2 separate regions of the Astyanax mexicanus genome follow, and region 1 is linked to region 2. The links are chromatin contacts, called in public Hi-C maps. All regions are on one chromosome and are shown on one strand. The core of a region is the stretch at or near the end of the contact, and the rest is flanking DNA. Distances in the headings are between cores, read along the strand shown. Region 1 holds the start of cep170aa (centrosomal protein 170Aa). Region 2 overlaps cep170aa (centrosomal protein 170Aa).

Region 1 (7,290 bases), core at 1,510-4,009, 79 kb before region 2:
CAAGTTTCAAATCTTTTTTCAACTTTGTTTCTTACTGCATGATTCTTTATGTGTTCATCATAGTCTGGATGACTTTAGTATTTATTCACAGTGTAGTAAAAATAAGACCACTGAATGAGAAGGCGTATACAAACTTCTAACCGGTACTGCATATATTTATGTATTTTTATATATACAATATTTTGTAAGAAAAGACAGCATTCAGATAAAATTAAGATTCATTTAAAATTTCGGTTTAACTCAAAGAACATATGTATATTCACTGGGCATTTGAGGCAGCATATGAAATGCCTTTATTTAAAAACTACTTTATTTAACAACTATTTTAAGTTATATTAAACCACAACACTAGATTTGACCTAATAATTCGCTACTTTTCTGCAAAGCTAGGTTAGTTAGTTTAGCAGTCGAACATGCAAATAATTAAAAACGGTCTAAAACGTCTACCGCACGGGATTTTAAGGGCATGTTTATTTTCTGTTCAACGCAACGTAACGTTAATTTTAGTTAATTAACGTTAAGCAGCATCACCTCTCAGTTTCTTCTGATAAGCTCCCAGTTCCTCCTCCTCGTCCGAGTCCAGCGACGGCTTCATTTTAGCCTGGATTAACTGAAGCTCGTCAGAACATGTGTGCCTAATCACCTGCTACAAACTCTAATCAGTCCCGTCTAAAAAATCTATAATATTATTAAAATAACCCAACGCTCTGCAGAACTACAACCTGTGACTGAGTCCCTAACCGTCAACACTCGAATCACAGGTCAAACTTCCGTCAACGTCCCCGCAAAGGTTGCTGGGAACTGTAGTCCCACGGTGACCTCCTCCCTGATACTGAGAACGGGGATAACGAGGGTAAAAACTACACATTGGAAGATGCTAATATTTTAATGAACGATGAAGACAAAAAACGCAATCATATTTTCGCGTAAATCATTGTCTAAAATCACAAACATGTATGTATTACAATAAAATCGCCGTATCTATATTTAAAATACAGTTTTTAAAACATGGTACGCGTCTTTGTGCGCGATGACAACATCGCTGAGGCCACGCCCACTGGACTGTGTTGGAACTGCAGACGCTGGCGCTGCTGTAATATCAGAGAGCCTGTAGCGAGGAGAAGACCCACTCGAGAATGTATTCCCCCAGTTTGTCACTTTTAAATTCAGATACTAGAGGGCGCTGTATATGTATTTGTTTTGATTATGTGCATAAATTATATGGTTTTATATGGAGCAATTGGGCAAAATCATAGTTTATCATGTCAAGTCAAGTCAACAGGCTTTAATTGTCATCACACCTGAGTACACAGTGTATTGAATTTATGTTACTCTGGAACCATGGTGCAAAATGGAACAACAAAACAATAGACAACATAAAGTGCAAAAGTGTAACATAAAACTATAACACTACAATAAATGCAATAAAAACAACAGACAAGACAAGACAACAGACAGTTTACCAGACAGGACAGTGCAGTACCAATACTAAGAATAATATGCTGAGATATGTAACATACTGTAACATATAGAACATACATGATCACAGCAGTAACTGAGATAGAGAGTTTCTAGTTTTTGTGAAATGAAGCAGCAAATATTGCTAATAGGGATATAGACATTTCGGTGTGTGTGTGTGTTTGTGCGTGAAGAGAGGTGGGGGGGTTCAGTTTAGTTCTGTGTTAAGGCCAATTTATACTTTTGAGTCGAACCTACGGTGTAGCCTATGCGTCACCCCATACCCTACGCCGTAGCCTAAGCTTCACTGTGTGCCCTACGGCGTTGCCTACGCCATAGCTCGATTCGCATCTCTCTGCAAATGTAACTACGCGTCGTGTGACGAGGACATCTCGCATCTCCTCCCACACATTCCTGCCTTCGTGGTTTAACTAAGGGCTAAGGACTAAGGGCAGAGCAACACAGAGTTGCTGATATGTGCACGCAGAAGTATAAGCGCACTCCGCATAGCACACTCTCCCTGGATACACGTAGGCTATGGCGTAGTTTTCACGCAGAAGTATAAATTGGGCTTGAGTGTGTTGGATGTGTGATGAGCGGGTTTAGCTCCGTCTCTGTGTGTTGAGAGGTCTGACTGCCTGGTGGATGAAGCTGTTGCACAGTCTGTTAGCGGAGGCACGGATGCTCCGGTATCTTCGAAGAGTCCACATGAGGGATGTGTGTGTTCGTCCACAATGCTGGTGGCTTTGTGAATGCAGCGTGTGGTGTAGATGTCGGTGATAGAGGGCAGAGAGACTGGTCTTCTAAGCTCTCCTCACTATTGGCTGTAGGGTCTTGCGATCAAAGATGTTAAATTTATAAATATTTTATTATTTTTATCCTGACAAATGTAGTTATTTTCTTTAATATGGAAAAATATTAAATGTTTCAGTGCCACAGAAATCATTTTAAAGCGTATAAGCCTTTTAAATGTGCTATTTAGCATTGTTTAGCAGTAACGCTAGCATCTTTACTGCCTAAAAACTGTTTGATGTAGAAAATTGGAAACATACAGATACTTTTTCTAGTTTTTGCAGAGAAAAAAAAATCTTCAGGGAATTAAAGGAAAATCCGGATAAGTATTTCGTTTCTATTGTTAATTTGAGTTTTAAGCCGTTTAGCTCCATTCTCCTTCATTTATTAAAGACTCACTCACGCGCTCCCTCTAGAGGTTAGCAGTCGTTGACTGAAATAACGGAGAGAATAGAAAGTGGGCGGGCTCTTAATAACCCGGCTCTGGCTATGATGTCCTGCCTGCCTGATTCCAGCCTGCCGTAGGTCGCCGCTATTTGTTAGGAATAACGTTATTGCTGAGCAACTGAGACGTAGGAGCACATACTGGGCAGGGCACTGAAAACCGTTGGGCTGCTTCTGAATTGGATCTTTGCACAAAAAGGGGAACAGAAAGGGGTGAGTAACAGTAATATGTCAATCAATATTATATTGCTAGTTATATTTTTCGGAATGATGGATGGATGTTTAATGGTGCATCGGCAGCAAGGGCAACGTTAACGCTAGCTTATTGTTGGCGTGTCTAAAAAACGTTTTTCTTGCCTTTCCTATAACCTAGGTTAGCAACGCTAACGTTACTGACTCGAGGCCGTATCGGATGTTCTTCATAGAGCAATATGTGATGAATTCAGTTCTATTTTAGATTAATGGTGTAAAATTCGCTGCAGAGACGCGTTTCGGCCGGCAGAACTTCAAGCAGCATCACAACGTGTGCAATCAGCATGCCAGATCTGTGTTTTTCAGAGCTGTGGCAGCATCATGGCTCAGAGATCCTGATTTGATTGTGGGTAACGTTATTCGTGGGTTTTGAATATGTGCAAAACGTTTCAAACATCTGGAATATGTTTGTAATAATGAAAAACACGCGTTTACGTATGTGTAGTGGATTTCAGTAATTTATTTAACTATGGATTGCTAGCTAAATTATAAGATCAGTCTTTCAGTATCATTCAGGCATCCATCAATCCTACCCAGCTGGCATTTCAACGTTGAATCAACATTTATGTTATGGTTGAATCAGCGTTGGATTTGGTGTTGATTTTGAAAAGTGAACTATCGTTGATATGGCAACGTTGTTTCAACGTTGTACGTTTAACCTTTAATAAACCATAGCACACTTAAACTAGAAAATACTTTGGTTAAGAGTGTTAATAAACACAGTAAAACAAACTGAACATTAATATACCCCCAGATATGGTGAAGAATTGGTGCCAAATTTTTAAGAATTTCCTGCAAATGGAAGTAAAACTACTTTGTCCTCCCTCTATCCAACCGTTTTTTAATTGTATGGTGATGAAATGTAAAATGTTCATTCAAAAGGCAGAAGGTTAAGGACATTATGTTGATTCAACGTAAAAAATGTTAACGTTTGCACAACCATTTAGCATTAAATGTTGTTTCAACGTTGAAACAACAACAGACATTACTTCAATCATATTTCAACCACATTTTAATGTTAAAGGTCGGTTGTGTGTCAGCTGGGTAGGTTTAATGTGGTTAATGCGAATTCTCATTTAATGGTAACAGGGCGTTAAGAAGTATAGCTACCTAACCTAGATATCGTATTTTTAAAATGTGTATTATATTATTAGCTGCTCATGCCCTACAGAGATGTCCTAAGAATACCAGTGTTAAAGGACACAATTTAAAGCATTGGTCGAGTTCCCTTTGTGTTCTCTCTCTCTCTCTCTCTCTCTCTCTCTCTCTCTCTCTCTCTCTCTCTCTCTCTCTGTCTGTCTGTCTTTTTGCCTGGCTACATCTGGCCTGAATATTTCCATTCAGCCTCAGTGAACCCGCTGGATAGCTTCCGCTCTTTACACAACATCGCTCCCTTAGTTATTAATATGTTACTAAACGGTAACCTAACTAGTGTTAATACACTGTAGTACACTGTAGGTTACACGCAGCTATAACCGGCGATAACAAAGCAAACCCCGGTTCGACTTTGCTGATCATGTCCACAGGGCTACAGCTAGGTTAGCTGAGTGCTGCTGGATAAAGGGGGGATCCCGGTGGGACTCGTGCTGTATACATTTATTTATTTCAGTTCCTTTCTCTCAGTTCTACCTATTTTGAGTTAGACTAGACAGGCTGTAGCTACGCTCACATTAATTTCTCCATATATATTTAACTAGCTAAGCTAAGAGTATTGGTAAAAAATAAACATAATACGAACAATATAGGTACAGTAAGAAACATCGGAAAACTGGAACATATAAACCTGATAACAGTTAGCTACAGGACGTCAACGTTTAACACGTCTAACAAAGCAAAGCAATGGGGGACAGACTACCTTCTCCTTTCCCTCCTACTGCTCAAACTGGAATATTTGGACAGGAGCCATGCTTTCTCCCATGGCCAGATGCTCTCCTCTCTCAAACTGAAACTGTGCTTTACTGGGCCGCAGCATTGGGCTATTAGATGACACTATGAGGGTCCTTGTAATTTAGATTAGCAACAAGTTTTAGATTTTTTAAATGTTGTGCTTGTAAAATGTGGCCTATTTATCTTTGCTTCAAGGCAGACCTGGTACTACAGGCCCTCTGTTTTGAGTGTGCCTCTGAAAAATGAGTTTAGGCCTTTGTCTTCTATGATAGTCAAAATGGCTAGATTAAACTTAAATTACATTACTCTAACAATAATAGGAGCTGCTGGTGGATTCTGCTTAGAATTATTAGTGTTTATGAAAGAGGTTTTAGTGAACCCCAAACACCAAAATACATCCACAGAAATGAAATATTATGATTAGTTTAAAGCTAACACTAGTTAATCAGTAATCAGTAAACCTGAAGCTGTCAGATGCTACAAAATACAATGTAATCAAAATCAAAATGTAATCATTGTAATGTTTGAATTACACTGATTAGCAGAAATAAATATGGTTCCATTAACTGAAAATAATTTTGTCAGTGTTATAGTTAAGTCCAATTTGGAAAATATAGCCTACTTTCAAACAGCATTTTGCAGTAAACTGTCTCTCTGTGTTAATTAGTGTAAATAAGGTTTAATTAATGGGCTTAATATCACTGAGTAGCAGAAAAAAATATTGTTCCATTAACTGAAAATAATTGTTACAATGTAATAATTAAAGTCCTATGCAGTTTAAATGTACAGCATGTGTGTAACTAAGCCTAACTTATACATTCTACAGGATTCTGATGTTCATAGTTCATAGTGTCAAAAATATCAGTGAAACCTATTATTATACACAAAATTGTAAGATCCTGGTCGTCAATGCTAGTTAATGAGCTAGCCTACCAGCAAAGGGATTTTTTTCAGGATGACCAGCTGGTCTTGAGCTGGATGTTTTAACAAGGTTAGAAAGTAGATTCTGCTACCTTACTTGATTTAGACTTATGTGTAATTCAGTGTGATTCAATGCAGAGCATGTTAATGAAGCCCTGAAAAGCTTTTTACTATTAGCAGTTGTGAATCATGAATCATTGTTCTCATTTGTGGAAATCCTTGATATGATTCTGATATCACTGTGCATCCCTAGTGATGATACTGCAGATTCTCCTGGAAAAAGTGTATTGTTAGGCAAATCCACTACAAGGGGTTCTTTAAGAGTTCTTTGTTATTTGCCAGTTTGGATCTCTCTTTGATTGTGGTTTGTTGGTGCATGACTTTATGTATCAGGCATTTATGAGTGGAGATTAACTTTTGCTTTTTAAAAACTAAATACTGTAATAGACCAATCAATCTCATTCATACAGTAACTATTTGATGTGTTACTCTCAAGCAATAGATGAATCACAAAGTGACCACATTTGCAAACCATGCAATTGCTGGAAGCCCAAAGGTTAGGATAAAATCAAATCAGGTATGTCAGATTAATTTATGTGGCCATCAGATAGAATACTGCTCTGGCCCAGTTTCCCAAAAGCATTCTTAACGTTAAAATCTTTACTTTACTTAACTGGTAAAGAGAGTATTCAGTCTGATGCTCGCTTAACTATTTACGAGTCATCATTGTGCTTAAATGCTTTTGGGAAACTCTGTGCTGTTTGTTGTTTTAACATCATGAGTTTCATCCAAGGGTAGAAGTGATGTCAGACACCGACAGAGACAGAGTAATGCAAAAATAATTGACTGTGGGTGCGTCCACGCTCTCTCCATCCACATCTGGTTTGGGTGTTGTTGCTATTAGCTGAGATGTTTCCTCTGGTGTGTACAGATTGTACAGATTGATTTTCCTTCTACTATTTCATAAGCCAGACTATGATATATGGTATACACACATAAATTTATCTACAGTGCTTATTGCACTGAATTAGGCCTCGTAAACTGTAACACAGTGGCCTCCATACCTCCTCCTGGAGAGCGTCATTCCTGTAGGTGTAAACTCCATTATATAGTAATGTAGTTTAATCAGTGTTAGTTAAAGCTGCTTTATACACATCAAGTCAATGTGTTGTTCACAGCATAAGGCATAGGATCAACTCAAAAGTTTAAACTGGCCTTAAGTGTTGTGAACTTTCCTTTGCTGTATACTAGTTAGGGATGTTACAATACAATGACTTATTTAAAAGTGAAACATGATATCTTAGACCACGTTTACACTTTAGTTTTTATGGGACTTTTATGTGGCTTGGTTTGAATTGTCCAGATATAAACAGAGTCTTAAATCACCTCCTGAAGTGTTTGAGTGATCAAATACGTGTCTGTTTTAAATTAGTCTAGCATGAGTTCACAGCTGTATTTTTTTATGTGGCATGATAAATTCAGATATAATCTTGATACTTAAGATGCATGAAGTATCCAGATGTAAATTGCATCTTA
Region 2 (6,519 bases), core at 2,102-4,601:
GTCAGTTTCCTCTGCTGCGAAGAGCAGAAGCACAATGCACTGTAGGTCAGAGGTCAGAGTGCACCTGGTTCTTAAAGGGAATGGCAAGTGACATGCTGATCACTTGCTGGTTTATTTCATGTTACACCCAAAACACCCCCATGATTAATTAAGAGAATTAGTTAACCATTTATTTGGTGATGTGCCACCTTGGTGTTCTACACGTACCACAGTTTGAGAACCACTGCTTTAATGTATATTAAATAATAATATAAATACTACTGATTCATTTATTAATAGAAATAAACACAAATTGTACATCATTCAAACCTTGTATCTTTGATGGAAAAGGGCTGCAATTACAGTGTTTGGTGAATCTGGTGTGCGGGTTTGGTGTTTTTCTCATCCTCTAACAACATCCTCTAAGATCTTCCTGTGTCTGTGTCCAATACTGACAAGAGTCTGGTGCTCAAGTATTGACAACAAATCCCTAAGGCTTCTGACCCCATTTCTCAACACTCATCTCCTCCCCCTGCTTTTTTATTTTTTTCCCCATTAGAACCCAGTTTTATTTCCTAGCACACAACCCCAATATCCCATAATCCCATGCAGCTGCTTGCAGTAGATGACATAGGACTGGCTGGCTCTGAGGTTGAAATAGAAGGATAAAATAAGCTTATACTGTATGCTCTGTACCAACCACTAACCACAAGCCACTGTCTCTCTGCAGCCTCAAGCAGGTGGAGACGCCTGCCTCCAGAATATGCCTCAACCTCTGAGGACGAATTTGGCTCCAACCGGAACTCCCCCAAACACGGGCGTCTGCGGCCGGGCACCGCACTGCGCACCAGCAAGGTGAGCGCTACGCTCACAGCCACAACCAGCCCTGGTGGCATCGCCATGAAGCACAGGATGAGGGAGCAGGAGGAGTACATCCGAGACTGGACCGCCCACAGTGAAGAGATTGCCAGGTACCAATCAAATCTGTGTTTATAAAGTCAGTAACACACACACACACACAAATACATATGGGACAGTTTCCCAGACAGGGATTAAGCCTAGTCTTGGATTTCTAAGCGTTTTGAATGGAGATTTTTCATTGAAAAGAAAATATAGTCTACAACAAAGCTTTTACTGCATTTCATGTACCTCCGATGTCGTAGCTGGGAATGATGTCACACTAAGTTGGCTGCATTCCAGTAATCATGCAAATTTCAGTTGATAACAATACATTAATACATTATGCAGTATTTAGTGTATCCCAACATCATGGATACAATGTCCATAGATAAAAGTTGGGCAATGCTTTGTGTATGACTGATTTTATGAGACACAATCTCTTAGAAGTGCTAATTAATTTTATACAGCTCTGGAAAAAAAAAAGAGACCACTTAACAGTTATGAGTTTTTTTTATTTTACTAAATTGAAAACCTCTGAAATAAAATCAAGAGTAAGATGGATGATCACAACCATCAAATTAAGCTGAACTGCTTAAATTTTTGCACCAGGAGTGGCATAATTTTTTCCAAAAGCAGTGTGGTGGCCTGGTGGAGGAGAACATGCCAAGATGCAAGAAAACTGTGATTTCTCTTGAAACTTTATGAATATAAACTTGTTTTCTTTGCATTATTTGAGGTCTGAGGTTTTTTGTTATTTCAGCCATTTCTCATTTTCTGCAAAAAAATGCTCTAAATGACAATATTTTTATTTGGAATTTGGGAGAAATGTTGTGCGTAGTTTAGAGAATAAAACAACAATGTTCATTTTACTCAAAAATATACCTATAAATAGCAAAATCAGAGAAACTGATTTAGAAACAGAAGTGATCTCTTATTTTTTCAGAGCTGTATATGTGCATTTTATCTGAACACTGGAATAATCCAACCTGTATAAGCATTTCAGTCAAAATTTCTAACTTGAAACTAGGAAATTCCAAAATCTGAGCTCAGATATTTGCCTGGGAAACTGACCCTATATGTCCTATATGTTTGTGCACACCCTTACCTACAAATGCATGTAGCCTCCCTGTAGAGAAATACAGTAAATAAAACAGGACTCTCTGGAGCAGATATATAAACATGAACCTAACCTTCTGGAATCATGCTTATCATGCTTTGAGACCAAAGCACTGAGGGGTGGAGCAGGGGAATTGTGTTGTCTGGAATGCTGGTGATTCATTTTATGTTTTCGGTATGAGATGGGGAGTTGGGGATTAGGTGGAGTGAGGTAGTGATCATTTAATATCCTGACCTCACTGATGCTCATGGGGTTGCTGAATGCAATCAGATCCTCGGAGCAATGCTCCAAAGACTCTACTATTTACTATTACTTCAACAAAAGTAAATATGTAGGATTTTTGCTTTAACTCACCAGTGCCCTCAGAGTAGCACTCCTTTTTAGATCCCACTTTTCTCTACAGAAAGACAGAAATACTTGCTGTAGTTGTTATGATTAATTGAACATGAAGTTTGCTGAATGTACTTTAGAACAGAGTGGAGTGGGACATATTGATTTAAAATCAGAGTAGGGAGTATATGCTTGACTAATGCAGAGTCTGGGAATAGGATGTACTGTGCCCTCCAGAATTACTGGCACTTTTGATAAAAAGCCAAAAATATTTATGTTATAACTATGTTGTTAAACTTTATTTCTACACTGAAAATGATGCACGTTTTAAAGCTGTAATGTTTCAGTGATTGAGTACCTATGCCAGCCTCAGTCAACCAGTTCCCACTGAACATGTGTCCTTAGCTGAAGAGTCCAAAAACCATAAAATGTTTGGGTAAACAGAGTTAGATGCAGATTTATCATTTTTGTAATAAAATTCACTGAACATGTATGATTACTTTATGTTTTAATGTGGGCACCAGTAATTCTTGAGGGCACTTTATGAGAGGCGTGCCATCTCAGTACCATATCATGATATGTAATTTTGTTATTAAAAGTAAAATTTTTGAATACATGATCTCAGGCACAGATTTGCCTATTATAGTACTCAAAAACAATATTAATAGTCATTCTTCATTCTTTTTGGGCAGTGACTGAGTTTAACTGGTGCTCAGGAAACCATTCTGTTCTTTTATGTAATCGTGTGACTGTGTTTGGCACTGTGTTTGTGTGCATGTGCTTGAGCCATGTGCTGTAGGGCCCACCTAATGTTTGTGTTTTTGTTTTATTATTATTTGCTGTTTTGCATGTATGTGAACCCCCCCTAGTTCCCGACACCCGTCTGATGGTTAATAGGTTATTTCCCTGTGTGCGCAGGATCAGTCAGGACCTGGCCAAGGACCTGGCTATCCTGGCGCGGGAGATCCATGACGTGGCGGGCGAGATCGACTCGGTCAGCTCCTCTGGCACGGCGCCAAGCACCACAGTCAGCACAGCGGCCACCACGCCCGGCTCTGCCATCGACACAAGGGAGGAGGTACAGTACGCTTCACTGAACATCTCACACCACACTGCTGCTGTGCAGGCAGCTCGAAAAAATCTGCTGTACATTCAAGAGTTATTTCTGCTGTTATTGGTAATGTTGATGCAAGTTTACTTCTGGTGTTTTATAAGTGTCCAAAAATCAGAGGTTTCAGAGGTGGCCTCAAACCAGATGCTTTAGAGGTGACCAAAATGCATAAAATTTTAATAAAATATTACAGAAGATGTATTTTTTCCATTAAATTATATCATATTTTAGTGAGACCTGACTTATAATGACCCGACAATAATCTTTGGACACCTCTAAAACATCAAATTTTTTTGGTCACATTTAAAACTTCAGATTTTTGGTCATCTCTAAAATATCTGATTTTTGGTCATCTCTAAAACATCAGATTTTTAAACATCTATAAAATCTCTAATTTTTGGACAGCTCTGAAACATTGGTTTTTGGTCATCTCTAAAACATCTGATTTTTGGATACCTATTAAAAATGTCTTCAGATTTTCCACCACCTCTCAAACATCTACTTATTTTTGGCCATCTTCAAAGTGTGTTACGATTTTTGGCCACCTCTAAAACATAATTTTTTGTCAACATCCACCATTGGGTTAGCAAATGACAGACATATTCAGAGACCCACCTTTACCCTTTTTCAAGGCAACCAGAAGTTAATATGTTAATTAAAGGAGAAGAGGGTGATCCAATCAGTTCTTCTGGAGACTTTGAGGGTGTTCTTCAATGGTTCCTTAGTAAGGCAATTGGTTTACAACCATGATCATTCAAAACCCATTTAATGGCTAAATGGTTGCCTAGTTCTTCATATACTAGAAAAGCCTATTGTTGATTGGTTATTTATAAAGCATTTCAAATAAGTGTTCTTTAAAACAATAAACTAGTTTAACAATTGCTATGAGTATATATAAAACAATACATATAAAGAACAATTTCAGGACTATATATAACTATTTTTTGTTTATTGTGCATTCTGTTTATATTAAAATCAGTAGCCCGTGAAAAACAAATCATGCTAATTTGTTCTGTAGTTATGTTTATCTGAATTTATTTCAGTGTAACAGTTCAATAAGAACAAAAACAGTTTTCTTACTTAGTTTCATTATAAGAGACTCATTATTGCAATTATGGCTTTTTATCATGCATTCTTTCCCTTGACTTCTTTCTTTGTTTTGTCATTGTTGTTGCAGCTGGTAGATCAAGTCTTTGATGGAGGTCTGAACTTTCGTAAGATCCCTCCAGTGGTGCAGACGAAGGCTCCAGAGATAAACGGGCGCTCGGTAGAGCTCCGACCTCGAGCTCCTGACAGTATGGATCCCCAGGCTGCACTGCGCAGGCGCACATGGAACCGAGACGAGGTTAGGCCGGTATGAGCCTGATCCCCTTTTGCAGATTAGATATACACGCTGAAATAAATCACTCTCATATGCATGTATGCATGTAGATGTGTGTGAAGCACTCTGTAAGTGTATTAACCCCTGAAACTGGATGCATGTGGTCCACACTTTAAATCAGATCTTACTATTTGTGAAATGCTGACAAGCCTGCTGATTTTTATGTGTGTTCTTGCAGGCGGTGTTGGACACTTTGCTGTTGACTTCAGTCTCTCAGTTGTCCTCTAAAATTCGCCACTCTATGGACAAAACAGTGGGAAAAATCAGGTGAGTCAAATTTCTTTAATGTGAGACGTTTTTTTAAATATGGTATAGCAATAAAGTTCTAATGGTTATTGTTCATCTTCAAGGATATTGTTTAAAGACAAGGACAGGAACTGGGACGACATTGAGACCAAACTTAGTTCAGAAACTGATGTGCCACTTCTCAAAACCACTAACAAGGTATGTTTGATAATTGTAACCATCTCAACCTAAGTGTTTTTTTAAGTGGTGTTATTTATATTATTTATTCCAATCAATCAAAGCATGAGGCATTTACTAATAATATTTTAATCTTCTCTAGGAAATATCATTAATTCTAACAGAGCTGAAGAGGGTGGAAAAGCAGCTTCAAGGTAAAGACTGACTGTAAAACAGATTTAAATGAATACATTTAAAAGAATACTCTTTAGGCCTGTCACGATAAGAATTTTTTTGTGGAAGATATATTTTGCCCCAAAAATGATTGCGATACACAATATTTTTGTCATTTTAAGACTATTAAATGCCACTGGCATAATGAAAACAGCATAACATAAAAAACAATTATACACTTTTTAAAGATGACAAATTTTGAATTAATCATTTATTATAATTATACTATATTATATATAACAAGAATTATATACTTTTTTTTCACCTGCTTTAGTCCACACTGTGTGTATGGAGTCACAGGTATTGGAGGATGAGTGGCTGAAATACTGTTCACTGTTATATATGTGAACAAACATACACAAACAAATAAACACAATAGACGTGTTTCATATTGTGTTAATGACAACAAAGTTTAACCTAATATAATTGATCATATAAACATTAACATATAGAAATACCAATAAAGCTAACAATCAAAAAGTAAAACTCCAAATCAAAAGCTGAATGCTGATGTAAAATTTAAATTTTTCACATTTTTAAAGCCAGATAGGAATGTTTCATGGCACAAACACACTTGGCACAAGCATTTTAATCTTTTCTTTTTGTCCTGCAGTTATAAATGTCATGGTGGACCCTGACGGAACCCTAGACGCTCTGACCAGCCTTGGCCTGGGCAGCCCCACCACAGCCAAACCCAAGAGCAGCCCCTGGGAGCCTCAGACTGGTAACGGAGCTTCCAAACCCACCTCCACCACCTCACCCAGCCGAGAGCTACCCAGCCTAGGACTGGACCTGAGCCAAACCCAGCCCAGGGCGGAGGGGGGCGCCGTCACCAACAAATGAATGGAAATGAACTTCTAATGCCTGATACCTGACTGTCCTTAAACGGACCGACCTTTGCTTGTACATACTGTATGTATTTTACTCTCTGTGCCCTCCAAGATTGCAACATGGAAAAAGTCCATTTTTCCATCCTCAAGTGCACAGTGAAGGTCAGACCTGTGGATTCGGACCTCAACAAAGAGGGCAGCAAAGCAAGCAGACGCAGACACAGCTGCTGGCGAC

The links. A called contact is a pair of places that touch in the nucleus more often than the background predicts.
Region 1: a contact with region 2 is called in a Hi-C map of muscle, with 18 times the contacts expected there. The contact joins the promoter of cep170aa here to the enhancer-like site in region 2. A contact is called at or near these places in 2 of 3 Hi-C or Micro-C datasets (both in muscle).

What each region holds. Positions count from the first base shown.
Region 1 is chr7:22,579,179-22,586,468 of AstMex3_surface, reverse strand. cep170aa (centrosomal protein 170Aa) reads left to right here and starts at 2,759. Exons shown (of 20, transcript XM_049481361.1): 1 at 2,759-2,907. It overlaps sdccag8 (SHH signaling and ciliogenesis regulator sdccag8), which reads right to left and starts at 845. Exons shown (of 18, transcript XM_022684945.2): 1 at 532-845. The coding sequence starts at 595.
Region 2 is chr7:22,501,368-22,507,886 of AstMex3_surface, reverse strand. It overlaps cep170aa (centrosomal protein 170Aa), which reads left to right. Exons shown (of 20, transcript XM_049481361.1): 14 at 710-950; 15 at 3,224-3,404; 16 at 4,615-4,791; 17 at 4,997-5,085; 18 at 5,169-5,262; 19 at 5,384-5,435; 20 at 6,068-6,519. The coding sequence ends at 6,297. Among protein-coding and RNA genes, the nearest start is that of dync2li1, 22 kb to the right of the region's middle. Within about 2 kb of position 3,351, the one cell type or tissue checked has an H3K27ac peak away from gene starts, as active enhancers do.